Regions from separate parts of the Danio rerio genome. Here region 2 is linked to region 1. A link is a contact called in public Hi-C data. All regions are on one chromosome and are shown on one strand. Each heading gives the region's core, a stretch centred on a gene start, on an enhancer-like site or on the middle of the called end of the contact. The rest is flanking DNA. Distances are from core to core; before and after follow the strand shown. Region 1 overlaps bin1b (bridging integrator 1b). Region 2 holds the start of nhej1 (nonhomologous end-joining factor 1).

Region 1 (6,545 bases), core at 1,740-4,239:
ACTAAAACACAGTGCCACAACATCAAACCCTCAAACACTGATTTTTGAAAAATGTTTTAAAAAGCAACATTAATATATATATATATATATATATATTTTTTTTTTTTTTTTTTTTTTTTTAATTTTCCATTCTTAGACAGTTCGCTAAATACCTCCTTTTGCATTTCATAAAGAGATTTTTCAGATTTTTGTAGATATTTAAATCCACTATTGATCAAGGTTTGGAGTATAAATACATCTATTCAGCAAGGCTGCATTTAATGGTCGAATGTGTAACCATCTTTCTGTGTTTAAAAACTACAATCAGATGAAAAAGGAGATGGAAAATATTGCATTTGATGTACCATTTGACAAAATATGAGCATTAAATCACGGTGCAGAAAGAGGCAGAGATGCTTTAGTGTGCGAGAGAAGAATTTACTTTACTGTTGTGCTTTATTGCAACTTGAACAGTCAAATATTGCTTTTGTGTAGAAAAGGCCATTTTGGGAAGTATTGATGTAAACAGTCAATCATGTCAATAATACAGTTTACCTTATTAACATTAGTCAAAGAATAAATTCATTCAGTGATCTTAGCTGAATAGGTTTCATATATAAACTGATATTTTACATTATTGTATGATTTAACATGTTAATTTATATGTATAATATGTTTAACCTATATCATTTATATGTTTAAAGGAGAAATTTTCACAGTATTTCCTAAAATCGTTTTACCTCTACATGAAGTCTTATTTCCTTTAGTTTGGATGGAATTAAAGCAGTCTATATATACAGTGCATTTGGAAAGTATTCATAGCGCTTCACTTTTTCCAATTTTTTTTTATGTTACAGCCTTATTCCAAAATGTATTAAATTCACACAATACACACAATACCCCATAACGACAAAGCGGAACAAGAGTTTTTGAAATTGTTTCAAATAAAAAAAAAAACCTGAAAAATCACATGTACATCAGTTCTCACAGCCTTTGCCGTGAAGCTCTAAATTGAGCTCAGGTACATTCTGTTTCCACTGATCATTCTTGAGATGTTTCAGCAGCTTCATTGGAGTTTAGCTGTGTTCATTTCAGTGGATTGGACATGATTCGAAAAGGCATACACCTGTCTATATAAGGTCCCAGGGTCGACAGTGCATGTCAAAGCACAAACCAAGCATGAAGACAAAGAAATTGTCTGTAGATTTCCAAGATAGGATTGTCTCGAGGCACAAGGCTGGGGATGGTTACAGAAAAAATTCTGCTGCTCTGAAAGTTCCAATGAGCACAGCGGCCTCCATCATCCATAAGTGGAAGATGTTTGGAACCACCAGGACTCTTCCTAGAGCTGGCCGGCCATCTAAGCTGAATGATGGGCCTTCGTCAGGGAGGTGTTCAATAACCTGATGGTCACTCTGTTTGAGCTCCAGCTTTCTTCAGCGGAGAGAGGAGAACCTTACAGAAGGACAACCATCTGTGCAGCAATCCACCAATCAGGCCTGTATGGTAGAGTGGCCAGATGGAAGCCACTCCCCGCCTCGAATTTTCCAAAAGGCATCTAAAGGACTCTCAGACCATAAGAAACTAAATTCTCTGGTCTGATGAGACTAAAATTAAACACTTTGGTGTGAATGCCAGGCATAACGTTTGGAAAAAACCAGCCCCCTCATCACCAGGCTAATACCATCCCTACAGTGAAGCATGGTGGTGGCAGCATCATGCTGTGGGGATGTTTTTCAGCAGCAGGAACTGGAAGACTAGTCAGGATAGAGGGAAAGATGAATGCAGCAATGTACAGAGACATCCTGAATAAAAACCTGCTTCAGAGTGCACTTAACCTCAGACTGGGGCGACAGTTCATCTTCCAGCAGGACAATGACCTAAAGCACAACACCAAAATATCAATGGAGTGGCTTTACAACAACTCAGTGAATGCCCTTGAGTGGCCCAGCCAGCGCCCAGACCAAAATCCTATTGGACTTCTCTGGAGAGATCTGAAAATGACTGTACACTGTCGCTTCCCATCCAACCTGATGGAGCTTGAGAGGTACTGCAAAGAGGGATGGACAAAAATTCCCAAAGAAAAGTGTGCCAAGCTTGTGGCATCATATTCCAAAAAAATGTAAAGCTGTAATTGCAGCCAAAGGTGCATCAACAAAGTATTGAGCAAAGGCTGTGAATAATGATGTACATGTGATTTTTTAGGTTTTTGTTATTTTTAATACATTTGCAACAATAATAAAAAAGAAAATTCACCTTGTCATTATGGGGTATTGTGTGAAGAGTTTTGAGGAAATAAATGAACTTAATAAACAAATATATATATATAAAGACATAAAGAAATGTAGAAAAGGTGAAGTGATCCGAATGCTCTGTATATATATATATATATATATTTATACAGCGAAATGAACAACCAACTTTTCCAGCATATGTTTTATGCAGCGAATGCCCTTTCCAGCTGCAACCCAGTACTGGGAAACACCCATGCACACACAATCACACTCGCACTACAGCAAATTTAGTTTATTCAATTCACCCGGAGGAAACGCACATGAACACGCGGAGATCATGCAAACTCCACACAGATATGCTAACGGACCCAGCCGGGGCTCGAACCAGTGACATTCTTGCTGTGAGGCGACAGTGCTAACCACTGAGCCACTGTGCTACGCAATTACAATTTCATAGGGCTAAAAAATTTGCTTTCAACCAACTTTATTTTAAACACAGAAAACAGTTTTTTTAATGATATTTTTCACAATATTACTGACTAACAAAGTATTTGTTCACATAAAAGCAGCCTTGCTGAGTAATATAGACTTCTTTCAAAAATAATCAGACCAAACCCAAACGATTAAACAGTTACTTTTAACAAATAAAACTTTTCATTCATATCTGACAAACATGTATTAAAGTAATACAGGAACAAGTGCTAGGAAAGAAGCCATGCTGTGTGAGTGGGTGTGCACTATGAGTAAGGGGGTGTGGTTTAAGGGATGTTAGGGGAGAGTTTACAGGCTGAGTGACAGATGAGTCACCTGGTTTCGTGTGAGGTTAGTTTGAGCGATCTGATGTGCTGTTAATATTCCCTGAGCCCAAACAGGAGCAGCCTTTTCCACCAGAGCCAGAGGCTGGACGCACAGAGAGAGAAAAGCAGCGACAAACACACCTCTGCTGTTAGTTCACACAAATCTCAGCAGGCAAAGACAGAAGCTTGTGCAAATACACATAAAACACACTTCAGTACACATATTGCTCATAGTTAGAGCATAATTTTTACTCTGATGTCATTCCTAACCTACATCTACTGAACACGGTAGGTGCATTGAAACATGTCAGCAAGATGAAACCAATGGAAGTTAATGGGAACCAAAACTGTTTGGTTTTTCAACATTTAAAATAGCTTCTTTCAAGTTCCACAAGTCAAGAAAGCTGTCAAACTTTATTTTAAGCTACAATTCACGCTCTTAACAAAGCACTAACTACGACTTTTAGCTCAATTGATAGTTTTCAGTCACGTGACCTAGGCAGAGACCTGGCAAAGCAAAAAAAAATAAAGGGCCGTAATGGCAGCTACACTTGGATCTCCAAACAAATGCAGCACAAACCGGTCATATTTCCATCTGTTTTGAGCGGTTTCGATATTTGGTTCACATATCAACAGAACAGAACCAAAATATGAACACAAACTGTAAATTGTGAGCACATGTGATCCATACACTGCACCAGCAGCCGTTTTTCAGTCATTTAGCACGATCATGTCCCTCCAGTTTCTACTGTGTAAAAAGCATGCAAACGCACTCTCAGCCATTGGTACCATAGATTGTTATGAGTCAATGATGCTACCATTTGGCAAAAATTCTTTCTGGCAGTTTCTTCTCTGAAGGAATTCGGTAGAAGCACAGCTCAGGTTTGTCTTCTTGTTGGTTAGTAAGGCTAAACCTTATTGCACAACAATTACAGTTGAAAGCAGAAGTTTACATACTCTATAAAAAGGCACATAACCATTTATGTGACTAAACCTTTTCTCTTTTAGGTAAGTAAGGATTATCACATTTGTTTCTGTCATGCAGAATAATGAGAGAGATGTTTTTTGAGAAATTGTTATAACTTTTCTTGAAAGTCAAGTTTATATACAATAAGATTATTATGCCTCTGAAAAAGCTCAGATGATGATGTCAAGGTTTTGGAAGTTTCTGATTGTCTAATTGACAACATTTGAGTTAATCGGAGGCACAACTGTAGAACAGTATTTTTTCCCAGTAAATTACACTGGGGAAAAGACAAATTTTTGGAGACATGTCCTGTGGTCTGATGGAACTAAGATTGAACTGTTTGGCCATAATGACCAGTGTTACATTTGGAGGACAAAGGGGAAAGCTTACAAGCCTAGGAACACCATCCCAACTGTGAAGTATAGGGGCGGCAGCATTATGTTGTGGGGCTGTTTTGCTGCAGGAGGGACTGGTCCACTTCACAGCATAGATGGCATCATGAAGAAAGAACATTATGTAGAAATACTGAAACAACATCTCAAGACATCAGCCAGGAAATTCAAACTTGGCCATAAATGGGTCTTCCAAACAGACCATGACCCTAAGCATACTGCCAAGTTAGTTCAAATCTGCTTTAAGGACAACAGAGTGAATGTTTTGGAGTGGCCATCACAAAGCCCTGATCTCAATCCTATAGAAAATTTGTGGGCAGAGTTGAAAAAGCTTGTGCAAGCAAGACAGCCAGCAAATCAGACTCAGTTACACCAATTCTGTCAGGAGGAATGGGCCAAAATTCCTTCAAACTATAGTGAGAAGCTTGTGGAAGGATACCCAAAACATTTGACCAAAGTTATACAGTTTAAAAGCAAAGCTTAAAAAATACCAAGGAAAAAAAAATAACGTTAGTAAACGTTGAGTATGATTTACCATCAGACATTTTTTTTAAAAGGTTATGTTCCTTTTTTTTTTTTTAGAGTATATGTAAACTTCTGTTTTCAACTGTATCTAGCTTTTTGGCAAAAAAAAAAGAGAGAAATTACTCAGCCTGTGACTTGGCAGACAGCAGAAAATAGTAATGTTTTGCCTGCCAGTAAACAATAAATGACTAACTAGCTTTGTAATGATAGTTAGTAAGGTAGTAATTTATAGTTAAGATTAGGTTTTACGTAGTATCAAGGATGCTGAATAAGATCCTACTTTATAACTACTATTAAACAGTAATACTTTAATAATAGGCAGGTAATAAGCCAGTAGTTAATAGCGTGAATTGTGACAAACTAAAGTGTCATCGAATAGTTTATGCGTTTTGAAAAGCATGAGGTTGTGTTATATTAAGTAATGGCTGAATTTGAAGTTGGTTAGCTGACAAGGTTTGTGAACAAAAAGCCAGACCATTTATCAAAAAGCTTGACTGAGGATCTGGTATACCTTGGCAATTTTGGCCTCGTCCTTTTTCTTGCCTTTTTGTACAGAGGCAAAATGATGTCTGGCACTGTCAAAGTCCACCAGCTTCCTTTCACGCTTTGCAATGCGAGCCTGCAGAGGGAGACAGAGAGACACGACAATGACCATCTAATACTCTACATGTCCGTTATTCCTTGGATAATTCATTAATTCGTTCAGTTTCCTTCGGCTAAGTCTCTTTTTCAGAGGTCGCCACAGCGGAATGAACCACCAACTATTCCGGCATATGTTTTACGCAGCGGATGCTCGCTCTAGGAAACACCCATACACTATTGTTCACACACACACATACACTACAGCTAGTTTAGTTTATTCAATTCACTTATAGCGCATGTGTTTTGGACAAAAGTAACAAAGTGATTTTCTCAGAGCCCTGACAACAATTGCTTTCCAGGCTATAACAGCACATTCTGCACGCAACCCTTGATGGAGCTGCAAAAAATCATGTGATTTCACGGTTAGGCCCAAATTTCAGTTTTTAGGTGCAGAAAGTAAAGTAGCAGTATTTTCGACCTTATTACAAGTGGTGTTTCTGTTTTCATGTGTCACACTAATGATCAATCAACAGGTTATTTGGCTGGTGGTGGGAGCAATAAAAACACCCAGTAGCTCCTGTAAATGTGGAAATTTCATTACATCCACATGAGAAACATTTAATGTAAAAAACAGGACTGTGTTCTGAGAGAGTTTATCGAGTCAAATCGCAATAAAAAGCAAACCTTTATATCTGGAAACTGAGCCAAGTATGCGTCCATGGAAATTACAGCATTGTCCAAAAGCTTCTCGTGGAAATCTTGCCACAGGAGGTCAGTGTCCTGTAAAACAAATGTGATCAGACACATAGACTAACATTTATTCTATAGGGTTGCATGATATTGGAAAAACTGACTGCAATATTTAATTGTATCAGCGATACATATTGCGATATTGAGTATACACTTTAACACATAAAATAAATAGCTCATTTTGGAAATAATCCATTATTTAGATTGATTAGGATGGTTCTGTATTAGACACATCTGCATATAATGTCATAAGCCAACCTGATTTGACCAAGTAGGACATGTTCCTGAATTAACATCTATGTTGATCCTGAAACAACAT
Region 2 (6,893 bases), core at 294-2,793, 90 kb after region 1:
TTCACTCTTGAGCTTGACCGTCAGGCTTTCACCATGCTGTTCAAGAGCCGCCTGTGCTGCAGAGATCTGATCCTCATCCAGTCCAGAGAAACAGGGCCGAGCCACAGAACACAGATGAGAGAAAAACGCCTGTGCAGGAGCCCGTAAACGCTTGTTCAGATCCTTCAGTGAAAAGAAGAATATTTTAGCATTAAATAGTGTCGTAAAATATATATTATTATATTTAGTATATTTATATAATAACCATAATTCGATAATACTATTATATTTATTAATAATAGTACATTTAATATTTTTAGATTGAGATTGTATTACATTAAAATAATGATGACTATATGCAAGTATGCAGTTTTGTTGTATTTTTTTTTATTAAATAAATGATTCCTCTGTGACAGACTTTCAAAAACAGAAACACATTTTATAAATCACATAAAATAATTTTATCATTATTATAATTCAGAGTTTGTATTTATTATGAAATCACAGCGTGTGTACTAATATACTGCTACACTGTTTTGCCTTCATTGGTTATTCATTTGATTGAGGCATTACTACATTAAATGCAGTTCAACTGGAGTCTTGCAGTGTGGTATATTCTTGCCTGTGCTCGGCTCTGGATGTCATCTGTGCTCATCTCTTCTTCCCACACAGTGCTCAGGTCAGTCAGCAGGACGCGGTACTGAGAGTCACCAAACCAGGCTTTGGCCAGTAGATCAGAACCACTGATGTTCACTGGGACCCACGGCAGAGCAGACAGAACAGCCTCCATCTCCACACAGGACACTGTACACAATCTGCAATACATTAACAGTAGAAGAGATGAACTTGGTTAAAGGCTGAGTCTGAAGGGTAGATGTGTGGTTTCCAATGACTTTTTGTATGTCAATGTAATTTACTCGATTGGACAAAAACTATTATTTGTCAATTAATTATATTGTCATAATAATACATTGTCATTCTTTTTTCCCGATCCCCATGGAAAATGCCTCCTTTTACGTATTGTGTAGTTATTTTAAAACACTTAGTACATGAAACAACGTGAAGTTGAGCAAATAATGACAGAATATTATTAATATTTGAATATGCTTTTGGATGGACTATTAATTCAGGGAATGTGTGTGGACATGAGGTACATAAACAAACGTATTCTGTGATATTTTGTGGAAAACAAACAAACATTTGTTGATATGAAACGTAGCAATTTCTTAACGCTGTCAACTGTTTCCTATAAACGAATTACAATTAATTACAACTAATAACAGTACATTTCTATACCTAGTAGCAGTCTAATAAATTCTAAAATACTACAGTTACCGCAGTTATTGTGGTATGTTAAATCTCCGTATGAATTTAGCTTTTCTTAAACTCAGTTATTTGGCTCAATTTTGAGCTGGAAAACAATCAAACGTTCCATGACTTAAGACACTTATTATACACAATTTATTTTACAACCATGTTAACTAATAAACAACTGTGGAAAGAGATTTCAAAAACATAAATAAGGTTTAACACTGTTAAGGAAATATAAACATACCAGTACAAACACTCCAACACGGGGGCTGTTGCGACTGATGCACATTCCCTGTCAAAGTCGAGTATTAAAACGTTCCGGTAGGAAAAGTTCCGCCAAAACATAAACATAACTCACATATGTGTATTATTTATTTACGTTACTGACTTTTGATATTATGTAATACGTAAATCACAAATATTACTATGAATAATATTTAATTTTAGTATAATAATAAGAACCCTGCTGGAAAAAAACTGCTTGAATCAACCTAAGCATGGTTGGCTGATAGCTGGTCGACCACCCTGGTTTTAGAAGGGTCTTGGCCATTTCAGGCTGGTCTTAGTTAGTCAGGCTGGTAAATGACCAGCTAAAACCAGCTTGACCATCCTGGTTTAAGCTGAACATTGCTGGTTTGGGCTGGGCTCCCAGCATGGATAGGTTGGACAAGCTGGTTTTAGCTGGTCCATCACCAGCCTGTAATGGCCAAGAGCCCTCTAACACCAGGCTGGTCGACCAGCTTAAACCAGCCAACCTGCCTATGCTGGTTTAAACCATTTTTTTCAGCGGAAAAATTATGACTTATAAGTCCTTGTTAGGACACAAATGACAACTTAAACAACGTCAAAATTTACAATGATTTCTATTGACTTGTTTATTCATTTCTGTTAGCCTCCACATCAGCTCAGTTTAATCAAATATCATTTAGTTTCTTATTAAAACAAACTAAAAAAACTTACGTTAACTTACATTAACAACAGCTTCGTTAAAGTGTATTTTTACACTTTTAGTGTTGTCTATTTTGTGATGAGCAATGCACTTAAAACTATCAATATATTTTCTGAGGTAATAATAATAATAATAATAATAATAATAATGACATTATGTAAACAACTTACAATAACGACATTTTACATCTAAATTAGGAAAAAAAAACCTTAAAAACCCTTGTTAGCATATACTTGACAGCTTACACAATGTCCAAATTTATTACAATGAATATATTTGTTGCATTATTAGTTCGTTTTTGTTAGCCTTCCCATCAGCTCAGTTAAATCAAATAACATTTACTTCTTTATTAAAACCCAAATAAATATATGTTAGTTGAAATTAGCATTAACTTACATTAATAATAGCTTCAGCAAAGTGTATTTTACATCTTATTTTAGTGTTGTCTATTTTGTGAGGAGCACTACACATATAACAATATATTTCCTGAGGTAAATATAGCACAGTAACCCCAAAGTAGTTAATACAACTAGCAATCCTCCATAAAAAGAGTGTTTTATTAACAGATTCACATATCTTAGAATTAATAGCACTCATTGTTGCATTAAGGTGTATGAATTAAATTCCCTTAAAGACTACACAGACTTTTATTATTTAGTAACTGTTTTTGTGTTTATCTGTGGACCAACATAGAACAAAGCACCAATTTAGCTCCAGCTTCTCCTGACATTGTGTACAATACGTTAAAATCCACAAATACAATAGATGTAGTCCGCTGGATTTGTGAATACATCTTTACCACAACAATAATCAGAAACCAAGACAGAGATTCCTACATTCAAAGTACAACGCGTTAAGACAAGCTGGCATATCGAACAAGCTCACCTCGCACACACAAAATGATCATGAACATACAAATAACACCAACATATTTGAACAGCCATTTATTATTTGCCATGGCTTATATTTTTATATATTTTTGTAACGCAAATATAAAATAAAACACTTTTCATTTCAGGACAGCATTAAGAGCAAGTGATAGTACAGAGGTTAAGCTGAAGAATAGTTAGGAAACTGGATTTAAATGTGTGTGTGTGTGAGTGTGTGATTTGACCGTCAGATCCTCTCCCAGATGTTTCATACACCATTGCCAGCATTTTTCAGGACAGAGAGTCTTTCGAGGTTCGTATTGTCGCCGCTTCTTTAGCGCAGAAACAATCCATGTTGTCGTAGCTGTGGGATCTACATGGTGAAATGCCTTGTGTAATCGTACTCTATTGTTGGAATGACAGCTTGCACAAATTTCAGGAAAATCAGAAGATACCTGGAGTTAGGAAGGTTAAGGTAAAGTGATCTATAAGGGGAATAAACATTTGTTTATTACAATAACAACTGCATGAATTAAAGGTACAGTTCACTTAAATATTCTGTTTACTCATAACATGTTCATTTCCTCTTCTGAGGATATTGTGATGTCAAAACCATTTACTTCACAGTTTTTGATGGTTAAGTAGTCAATGGTTACCGCTTTACAACATTCCTCAAAGTATCTTGTGTTCTCGTTTATTTGTTCACAATATCTTCAAGAAAGAAACAAACTAACAGGCTTTGAACAAGTAAACAAGAACACGAAAGATATTTTGAAGAATGTTGCAAAACTGTGACCATTGAAACTAGTAAGAAAAACAAATACTATGGAGGTCAATGGTTACAACATCACAATATCTTCAAGAAAGAAAGAAAGAAACAGATTTTGATGTCGTAACCAGGTTACCGGTTTGCAACATTCTTTACAATATCTTCTTTTGTGTTCTCATTTACTTGTTCAAAACCTGTGGTTTCTTTCTTTCTGTCTTTCTTTCTTGAAGATATTGTGATGTCGTAACCATTGACTTCCATAATGTTCCCGAGTGTCAATGGTTACCATTTTTCAACATTCTTCAAAATATCTTCTTTTGTGTTCTTGTTTACTTGTTCAAAACCTGTTTCTTTCTTTCTTGAAGATATTGTGATGTAATATAACCGCTGACTTGTATAGTATTTGTCTTTCTCACTAAGAGCATCAATGGTTACTGGTTTGCAACATTCTTCAAAATATCTTTTTCTGTGTTTTTGTTTATTTGTTCACATTATCTTCAAGAAAAAAAACGGTTTGAACAAATAAACGAAAACACAGAAGAAGATATTTTGAAGAATGTTGCAAAGCGGTAACCATTGACACTCATAATAAAAAAAACATACTATACAAGTCAGCGCTTATCTTACATCAAAATATCTTAAGAAAGAAAGAAACAGGTTTTGAACAAGTAAACTAGAACAGAAAATAAGATATGTTGAAGAATTTTGCAAACTGGTAATGTTCATTTTATGATTCTGATAAGCAAAAGGGCTGAACACGTTTGGCTAAATTAATGTTTTTCTTGATTTTAAATTTGTTTTGATTCTGATTTCTGCATGATCATTTGAAACTGAAGTTTATAGTAACTGAAACAACGTTTTACTACAAACAATGCAGCATTGATGAGCACAGGATAAATGATTTAGAAATATTTAAAAAATAATAATGATAATAATAAATCTGCTGAACAGAACAGAATGTGCTTCTAAAATAATGCTTGATGTTAATAATTACCAATTATTTTATTCATCTTCAGAACACAAATCAAGAAGAGCTCTCTCATCCTCCATATACAGTGAATGTTTAAAATGAAATGTTCTGACTATGTTTTTGGTTGCTTTTCTAAACTCAGGACCATTGCTGTTTATGGAGGATGAGAGAGCTCTTAGATTTCATCTAATATATCTGAATTTGTGTTCTGAAGATCAATTAAGGTGTCAGGTTGCATCTGAAATTGCATACGTCCATACTATAGTACGCTTCAAACAGCATGCAAGCCGAGTAGTAGGTCTGAATTCAAGAATTACCAATGCAATGCTATTCTGTGATGCACCACGAGAGAATTTATGAATGGGAGTGAAGTGACGAAACTGATGGGTGTAGGTGATCATAACAAAATGGTGGATGTAGGACGCCCGAGTTCCATTCAAACTAATCACATTCATACTGTACAGAACATACTTTTTTAACGGTTGAGTAGTAAGTTTAAAAACAAATGCAGTACCTACTGGGTAGTAGGCGATTTTAGACAAAGCCTTGGTTTATTGGAATGACACGAGGGTGAGTAATTAATAACCGAATTGCCATTTTTGGGTGAACTAACCCTTTAAGAAGATTTTTTCGGAAAAAAAGGATACATATGGACCCCGAGTTCACCTCCTCCTTCCGCCACAGTCTCGATAATCTTTTTCATCACCTCAGCGTGTCTGTCAAATAAACACAGAAGAGCAGATTATTAGTTTGAATAAGGTGTACTGTAAATGAAAGGAAGTCAATTAATAAATAAGATAATAAATGAAACATTGAGGAAATTTGATCTAAAAAAAAACATATAATGTAATTTGGTGATGTCAGCTTTAACTTAATATTATACAATGAAATGCATTGTGGCACAGCAAGAAGGTCGCTGGTTCTAGTCTTGGCTGAGCCAGTTGGCATTTCTGTGTGGAGTTTGCATGTCCTCCCCGTGTTGGCGTGAGTTTAAGTTAACCAAGTTGTTCTGAAAAAATATGCTAATCAAATCAGGTATAAATGTTTGCATTTACCTGCATGGATGTACGGAGCACATAGCAGGTGGAGGGAGATTAGGGTGATTCTCAATGGTGACGGTTTTTTTAACATGATCCTGGCTGATGTCTTCATACATCTGATCCACAGTTAGAGGCTGTCTGTCCTGTGAAAGAGCACAACGCTCTGCCATTAAAGTCCACCTATTATTATTGGTTTTATTCAACTTTCTTTATGAAACACAAGTAAATAAAAAAAGCATTTGTTGTATGCAAATGTGCAATTTCGACTTTTATTTCTCTTTTAAAAACACTTATATTAACATAAATGATCATATACCCCCCCATATTAAACATATAACAATAAAGGAGTGAACAGACAAACAAAAAAAACAGCAAAGTAAATAAACACATAAAATAAACTTTAAAATTAATAATGCTGATCATTATGGTTGAGGAGTAGCTGAATAAATAAGGATAATGGCTATCTGAGTCCTGGTTATTGTGATTTTGGTTGTTTTGAATTGTCTCTGGGTCAATACGTATGAAAGCAAAAGTGAGGGTTAAATCTAATCATGAAATTATTTCCTAAAGAACCACATCAAGATGTGCCAAATCGTCAAAATAATTCAGCAGTGGCCTCAAATGAGTAAAAAGCCTATTAGATGAGCCTTTGAGAGAGAACCTATTATTTTAAATGTAACATTTAGTTTTTGGAGGTCTCTCACAACAGGTTTACATCCACTTAAGGTCTAAGAAATGCTTTATTATTTTATAATAAACACTGCAGCTCTTTATTTACTGTGTCTGAAATGGTTTGTTTAAGGACCGGGTCTCTCTAAACCCTGCCTTTCTATAAGCCTGCTCTGCTGTGATTGGTCAGAGGGCCCAATTCTGTTGTTATTGGTCAGCCACTTACAATGCATGTCAGATAGCAACTCATTTGACCTTTTTCACACTTTTTTTTACCATCACAAACTGTTATTTTACACATTACATAAACGCTAATATATGAAAATAGGAAATGGGC

Evidence for each region. A called contact is a pair of places that touch in the nucleus more often than the background predicts.
Region 2: a contact with region 1 is called in a Hi-C map of an unstated tissue, with 2.7 times the contacts expected there. The contact joins the promoter of nhej1 here to the enhancer-like site in region 1. A contact is called at or near these places in 2 of 18 Hi-C or Micro-C datasets (caudal fin and an unstated tissue).

Annotation. Positions count from the first base shown.
Region 1 is chr6:7,947,867-7,954,411 of GRCz12tu, forward strand. bin1b (bridging integrator 1b) reads right to left here. Exons shown (of 19, transcript NM_001327970.2): 6 at 6,161-6,256; 7 at 5,406-5,513; 8 at 3,021-3,113. All of the region lies in intron 2 of LOC141386180 (a long non-coding RNA gene), which reads left to right. Among named protein-coding and RNA genes, the nearest start is that of si:ch211-114n24.6, 28 kb to the left of the region's middle. Within about 2 kb of position 2,990, at least 6 of the 62 cell types and tissues checked have an H3K27ac peak or open chromatin away from gene starts, as enhancers often do.
Region 2 is chr6:8,039,620-8,046,512 of GRCz12tu, forward strand. nhej1 (nonhomologous end-joining factor 1) reads right to left here and starts at 1,544. Exons shown (of 8, transcript NM_214749.1): 1 at 1,535-1,544; 2 at 602-794; 3 at 1-162. The coding sequence starts at 769. atg3 (autophagy related 3) reads right to left here. Exons shown (of 12, transcript NM_200022.1): 10 at 5,903-6,030; 11 at 5,495-5,563; 12 at 2,893-3,563. The coding sequence ends at 3,482.